Regions from separate parts of the Pan troglodytes genome. Here region 1 is linked to region 2. A link is a contact called in public Hi-C data. All regions are on one chromosome and are shown on one strand. Each heading gives the region's core, a stretch centred on a gene start, on an enhancer-like site or on the middle of the called end of the contact. The rest is flanking DNA. Distances are from core to core; before and after follow the strand shown. Region 1 has its middle 180 kb from the start of MIR205. Region 2 has its middle 78 kb from the start of MIR205.

What was found. Hi-C and Micro-C count contacts between places; a contact is called where the count stands out from the background.
Region 1: a contact with region 2 is called in a Hi-C map of induced pluripotent stem cells, with 2.2 times the contacts expected there. The contact joins two enhancer-like sites. A contact is called at or near these places in 2 of 7 Hi-C or Micro-C datasets (induced pluripotent stem cells and stem cell-derived neural progenitor cells) and 1 of 1 other capture datasets (stem cell-derived neural stem cells).

What each region holds. Positions count from the first base shown.
Region 1 is chr1:39,860,354-39,863,931 of NHGRI_mPanTro3-v2.0_pri, forward strand. No RefSeq gene overlaps it. Among named protein-coding and RNA genes, the nearest start is that of MIR205, 180 kb to the left of the region's middle. Within about 2 kb of position 2,053, at least 6 of the 24 cell types and tissues checked have an H3K27ac peak or open chromatin away from gene starts, as enhancers often do. A contact at or near this core is called in induced pluripotent stem cells, where this site is marked.
Region 2 is chr1:39,757,587-39,761,470 of NHGRI_mPanTro3-v2.0_pri, forward strand. No RefSeq gene overlaps it. Among named protein-coding and RNA genes, the nearest start is that of MIR205, 78 kb to the left of the region's middle. Within about 2 kb of position 1,810, at least 3 of the 24 cell types and tissues checked have an H3K27ac peak or open chromatin away from gene starts, as enhancers often do. A contact at or near this core is called in induced pluripotent stem cells, where this site is marked.

The DNA.
Region 1 (3,578 bases), core at 803-3,302, 100 kb after region 2:
GGAAAATCTGAATTAGTCAGGATTTTCCTGATTACAAGGGGTAGAAACCTATCTTGACCAAGCTTAAGTGAAAAGGAAGTTTATTGGTTGATCTCATTAAAAAGCCCAGGATTACACTGACTGCAGGCACACTGGAGGCTCCAATGCCACCTGGTGTTCCAATGCCACCTGGAATGACACATCTTTGCTCTTCTCTGTACTAGCTTCAGTTTCAGACACACTTTTGCTTGTGGTGGCAAGAGAGCCCCCAGCATTTCCAGACTCAAACTCCATCTCACTAGTACCAGGAAAAGTTCCAGGTGGGCTCCCATTGGATCAATTTGAGCCATGTTCCTTCTCTGAACTAATTACTGTGGCCAGGGGAATAGGATGTCTTTATGGATCATGCCTTAGCCAGTTGTTCACCCCTGGAGCCTGGAGTGGGGCCAACCACACCCAAAGTACATGGTCTGAGAGTGAGCAAGAAATGATTCCGCCAGGAAAATCAGGAGTCTTCTTTACAGAAGAGCAAAGATGCTGGCAGGCAAAAACAACAGATGTCCACCCCAGATGCCAACAAGAAGCCAAAGTCACAAAACTGAACCAAGTACAGTTATGTACCAGTTTCTGGAATCCACCAGGAAAGAGTCAGATCTATATGAGGACTCAAGGTGTAAATGACAATTGCCCAGACGGCATTCTATATAAGGGTCTCTTTTTTAATAAATGTTTCAGGCCCTCCCTGGCCTGCTCCTTAACGCTTTAGAAAGAAACCTACTCTTTCTAGGCCTGACCCCAGAAACCCTAGTGCAGAAAGGGATCCCTTTGTAGAATGCAAGAGTGTCCTCCTGCCTTTCACTTTTTCATTCTCACAAAGTCTGGTCTTAAATCTTCACCCAGGCTAGACTCCTCCCCACCACATACATCTGTTTCTCTATTGATGCTACAGAGTAATCAGAAAGGGTCATTGGTATTGCTGTTCTGGTGAACATATCCATTGAAACAGATGCGTAGCAGATACCTGGGGCAGGAGTGGGAGTTGAGCAATGTGGCCCCGGCATAACTAGCATGAAGAAAAACCAAGGTAGAAGAGAAGAAGTGAGGGGGTAGCTGCCTAACAGGTTATATTTACCAAAATGTTTAAAAGGAAGGAGGAGGAAGCATACTTATTAGAAGAGCTATCTCCATTTAAACAGCTCACAAAATTAGCCGTCTCACCCATATGCCAAACACTGACAAAGAAAACACAACAGTCCAACACAAAAAAAAGAGAGAGCAGAGCTGCAGTCTCAGGCTCTGAGAGGGCTCATTATCAAAGCTCTGTCTCCATCCTGTTGATATCAATCCTGGCAGGGCACCGTGGCTGCTGCCAGTGGAGAGGAAAAAATTACCCAGGCTGACGCCTCCAAATAATTGATAATTTGCCTAAATGAACAAATCAAGTAAGATTTAATTGTTGGCGGGGACTGCCATCCAGGAACAGCAAAGTATATAATCGCTTAAGCATTACATATGGCTTTCCACGCATCCCCCCTCCCTCCCCCTTTCTTTTTATAAACCAAACATAATTGTTTAATGACATTGATGGGGAATAGACTTGTGACATTAAAAATGACACTTATGACAGAACTGTCAGTTGATGACAGCTCACTGACAGCGCCAGTGAGAAATTAATCATTTTAGATGCTTTATGGTTTGCTCATTTAATGTCACAAATAAGATCTTGCTATCTAACCACATATAATCTCTCCCCAACAACCAACTCTGGTCCCTCTCCAGGGACAGTTTGGTTATTATCCTGCCTCTGGTATGGGGGCTGGCTGAGTGGGGCCTGGGGTAAGATTTTAGGAATAGTTGGTGGTGGGTTACCTGCAGGGAGGGGCTAGAAATTCCCTGGGGAAATTTGCACCTGAGCGGAGTCCACATTTAGTTCTCTCACTTGCCACTTGTTTAAGGAAGCTTTCAAGGGGAAAGAGCTAAACTGTTGGGACTGATTCTAATAAAGACAGAAAGCTGAGGAAGTAGAGAGGCTATTTTTAGCTGGTTAATGGGGAGTAAATGGGGCCACCCTGTGATATGCTAAGATATGCCTTGTGCTCATTGCTGACTGGTACTCCCACACTCTCTGCTGGGCAGACATCTGTTAATTGCTTTCTGTTGGACTTCACTTTGACATTTGGAGAAATGGAAGGAGACTACCTAACTATTTTTTCCCTAAACGATGTCTCTGTGGAGCTTGGGAGCAAGGGAGGAAGGAAGTGAGGTGAGTTGGAAGCTTGCTCTCTGCTCGGGTTTGCTAAAACCTTCAACACAGTGTGCCTAAGGCACTTTGGCCTGGATTTTATTGAAAACCCCTGTGTGGGCTCCAGACAATCCGTCACTGAAGTCTTTTCTTCCATGCTGCATTGGCCTGTGGTCTATTTAATCCGAACACATGCTTATCTCTCTACCCACCTTTCCATACATTTTCCTAATCTTGTAAATAGATTCTAAAAAAATAATAAAATAAACTTTCCAATTTATAACAAAAAATGTTCTTCATCTCGTTGTGCATGCATCAGTGCTTTCTTGAGGAGGCAGCTCCTGTCACCAAGCAGCAGAAGGCTAAAAATCAAGCTTCCTAGGGTGAAGGTGGTAGTTTCACTGGTACGTAATCTTACCCTGCCTTTTCTTTCATTTAGACACCTAAGTTGCGTTTGTATTTGCATTTAGTTAGGTTTAGCTATGTGGTGTAGTGCAATTAATGGCCACTAGGTGGCAACAAAGGACCTCTTGGCCTGATTATTGGCTGTAGGCAGTGACTGATACAGGTGAAATGGGCCTGCCTTCTGTTATAACAGTACCAGTGAAGACTTATTTGATGCTAACCACCTGGCAGGCACCATCATAAGTGCTTGCTTCTTATACATTAACACTTCGATCTGCAACAATCCTGTGAGTATTACAGAGATTAAGGAACTCACTCACATACCTAGCAGTTGGCAGAGCTGAAATTTAGCTTCGGCTCTGACTAATGACAAAGGCTGTATTCTTAGACTGCACTTTACTACACCCTTAAAAAATACCCTTCCAGTTTGGGGAAGAAGTTGAATAGCCAAAACAAATGCCTCACCATCACTGAGCTCTGAAGCTTCCTTCACATAAAATAAGAAGAAAAGGACCCAGAAAGAGCAAATTTATCAAGGTACACAGACTCTCAGAGTTGGACAATTCTTGACCCTGTAGCCTAGGCTCCCATCCAGTAGAGGGGTCTCCCTGGCACAGCCCTGAAAGAAGATCACATGGTCTCTGCCAGACGACTTCTGGAAACTGGTCGCCAAATGAAGGTGGCATGAGTTTCTTCTCTGTCTGCTCATGGTGACTTTTCTTTCTAAGAAGAGGAATTCAGAGAGAAGAGACCCCCAAAAAAAAAAAAAATCCGGACAAACAAATTCATAGCCCCTATCCATCAAAGTAGCTCTAGGGAACAATATGGATATGATGGTTAATTTCATCTGTCCACTTGACTGGACTGTGGGGTGCCTAGACACCTGGTCACATATTATTATGAGTGTGTCTGTGAAGGTGTTTCTGAAAGAGATTAACATTTGAATCGGTAG
Region 2 (3,884 bases), core at 560-3,059:
AAGCAGCCTTCCTCAGAAAGTGACAACCTCCTTGTTGAAGAAGTAGAACTGAGGCAGGGTCTGAAAGAGCCTTGGGAAGAAGACTCTGGCTCTGGAGGGAGTTGGATTCTATTCTCTCCCAACTCTGAATCACATGACCCCATAATTCTTAGATATAAGCTGGGTCAAGCAGGCTTGCAGTAAACTGTGATCACAAATAGTTAATGGGGGAAATGGTCTCGGCCAGTGCAGTTGAAGATAAAATTAAAGAGCTTGAAGAACACATAATGGGAGGGAGGAAAAGAAAGACTAATTGGTAGAATAAAACCCGGCCCTAAATCTACAGAAATCTTAAATCCACAAAGGTGCAGGATTATAAAACCCATCCATAAGTAACAAGGTGATCAACATAGATTTCCTTCAGCTGTGCGAGACAGCAGGATGCTAGCTATGCCGGCTGTAGCTTCTTCCAACATGAATTTGCCGGTTCTTTTCCTGCTCCAGTTTGTCCTCATTTAAATGAAGCTGGTTATGTTTGCACCTCCTGGTTTTGCCTCTGTGCTCGTATACCAAGGAGTTGCCCGTCCCTGCTAAGCAGAGGCACAATCCAGGCGGGAGAAGCAGGGGATTAACATTTGCATGTTGTGTCTCTGTTCCAAGAGCTGTGCAAGGGGTTTCAGCATTTATGGTCTGATGTAATTAAAAGTCATTCTCCACACCCTCTTCTCTTCATTCCCTGGAGGGATTCAGGGAAGGAAGGACATGAAACTTGTCATTGGCTTCTTGCCTGTCAGCAGCTCACAGAGCTGTGGGAGGACAGGGGCCTTTTCTGGGAATTGCATTAGGCAGCACACCTGACCAGGAGTTTCTTGTTTTTGTTATTTTAAAATAAAATCTTGGGGCCGGGGACGGTGGCTCACACCTGTAATCCCAGCACTTTCGGAGGGTGAGGCAGGCAGATCACTTGAGGTCAGGAGTTGGAGAACAGCCTGATCAACATGGCGAAACCCCATCTTTACTAAAAATACAAAAATTAGTCGGATGTGCTGGTGGTGCATGCCTTTAATCCCAGTTACTCAGGAAGCTGAGGCAGGAGAATCGCTTGAATCCGGGAGGCGGAGCTTGCAGTGAGCCGAGACTGTGCCAGTGCACTCCAGCCTGGGTGACAGAGCGAGACTCCATCTCAAAAAAATAAAAATAAAATAAAATAAAAAACAAAATCTTGATACTAAGTTGTGATAGATCCTGGCCACAGTTTGCCTGTGACTCTTCTACATAAATTCAGCAGCCCAAGGCTGCAACTTTACATGGACATAACTAAAGACTAGTGCTTGTAGTGGACTGATCCCCAGAGGCAACCAGATGCAAATATCTCCAATGTTTTCTCTTCTATGGCCTTCCTCTGCTTTCCTGTCTACCTACTGTAGCGGCCAGTAAAGGCACCAAGCTTAGGGCCGAGGAGCTTTTCAAATATTTTTCTTAGGAAAATATGAAAAAGCCCTCCTCCCCACCACAACAAAAAACCCTCACATTGGATCCATAATTCAAAAAGAAAACCAATGTTTAACTACTGTCTACAAAACATGCCAACTAACTCAAAAGCAACTCAACTCTTAGCTACATGTAAATTTATTTAATGTGGGATGTGGGTGCATTTTAGTGTCTTTGAAGTAATGCAGGTTGCGACCTCTAAAATAAGCTTGCCTGAGGCCCAGGAAAGCTTTGCAGCGTTCTTCTATGTGGCTTCTGGGAAGGCTCCAGCCCCTACAGAAGTAGTGAGGCCTTCAGCGGTTTCTCCTGCACCTGCTTCTGAACACTAGGTGGCAGCACGGAACTTCCTAAGTCTTCTCCAGAGGCTGAGTACAAACCTGAGCAATTCCACCTTAAGAAGGGCCATGCACAGAACCATGCAAAAAGTGCAGTAATTCTTGGACGTGGCTAATCTCTGTAATTCACCCGATTGCAGATACAAGTGACAGCTGCAATAGGGGTGATGTTCTCTCATTCGCTGTGTCACCGGGATGCTATTTCGAATCTTCCCGAGATTAGAAAAAGGATTACAATTGCCCCCAGGGCCTTGCCGTGTAATTTTTATCAGTCTTGATCTGTGAGTTCCCCTAGGCAGCGCGTGTGCCTGCCTGTATGTGTGTGTGCGCTCGCGCGCGCGTGCTCACACGTGTGTGAATAGGTCCTTGGTGAGATATGAGGCTCTTGTGGAGCACACAGAAGTTGTTTCAGAGGATGAATTTCCAGATTCATCCCCAACTCCAAGACTCTTGCCTTCTCACTTGTTCATTCCTTCAGATTCAGTGGTGCAGCGCCAGCTTCATAGCCATACAATCTGTGCAGTTGTACGTTGCCTGGTGTTCAGCAGGTCCCTATCTTTGATTTCATATTCTGCTGTCACTGTCTTGAAATTCTTAATACTTCTTGAACAAGGAGTCTTTCATATTTACTTTGTACTGGGCTCCATATATGTTATATAGCTGGTCCTACTGTGGAAAATTAGGGCCAGAGGTAAATTTCTCTCTAAGATGTGACTCTCTTCTTTCTCAGCATCATCTCAATGACTGGCTTGTCTTAGACTTGAGAATGGGAAAAACGTGGGCTTTTGGTCAGATGTACTTGGATGCAGGTTGGGAGCCTGCTACTTACTGCCTATGTGACCTAGAGCACATTTGTTAACCTCTGCAAGACCACCTCATCCTTTAGAAGAATACAATCGTCCTTTCCTCATAAGATGTGGTGAGTACAAAGTGCTAGGATCCATGCAAAATGCCTAGCACACAGTAGGTATTCAACAAACATTCCTTTATTTGCCCCCATCTCTCCTGGAAATCAGCGTCAATTATTTCTACATTATCTCCCCTGTCCAGAGTACCCAGCCTTAGTTGGAGTTAAAGCTTGGTTTTATTTACAGTGAAGCAGGTTTAGGGCAAATGTTCAGTCTCTAACCCATCTCGCTGTGAGTTGAAAGCAGTTTCTTATTCTATTCAGGTCTCTGTGTTGAGCGAGATGCATGACCAAACTGTGGTTATGATTTCTGCACCACGGGAAAAACTGGCTTTACAGAGCTACCTACTGTTTGGGGAACCTCTAAAGAGAGCTTCTGTTTGAAATGCCATCTTCAAGGAATTTCCCTTGTACTAATTAGCTTAATATGTTGCACTTGTATAATGTGTTTTTCTCCTAGGATCTGTGGATACTTGGCAAACAGCCATTAATCACATCCTCTTACCTTGATGTCAGATGACTGCAGTTGACACATTCATCTCCCTGCCTGGATAGGGAGTTGGAGGGCCCTGGGTCCGAGGCCTGCCTCTGCTCACCATTTTTGTGTGGTCTTGAACAACTTTTCTGGACCTCAGTTACTTCATGTGTAAATTGAGGTTAATAAATTATATTTGGAAATTGATTCTATGGCTAAATTCTATGAAGATGAGATAGTCTCCAAATAGAACACTCTTTATAAAGTAGAAATAATTCCGCAATGCAAAGGATGACAATATTACATTTTGACAGTGAAGTTCAGGTTTAAATTCCAGTGCTATATTGAACATTATGCTTTTGTAGGCATTGAAATTTCCTCTTGCAAGGACTGGGATTGGATATCCAAGAGGCAAATGGAAAATTCCTTTGACCACTAAGATGTTAATTAGCTTTAAGATAATATTCTGCAAACAGTCCATTTGCCCAACACTAACAAAAAATGAGTACACACCGGAGGCTTGATGAATTCTCACTGGGCCTTTTCAGGACATCCTTAGGTCCAAGTGACTCTGTGTCATCCCACCTATCTATTGATGAAGGTCAGGCAAACTAGGGTCACCACTTGTGACTTGAAGCATTGCCCTGTCTTCTCATCTTGACAGTAAGCTCCTTGAGGGAAAGTCGGGGGTAAAGTG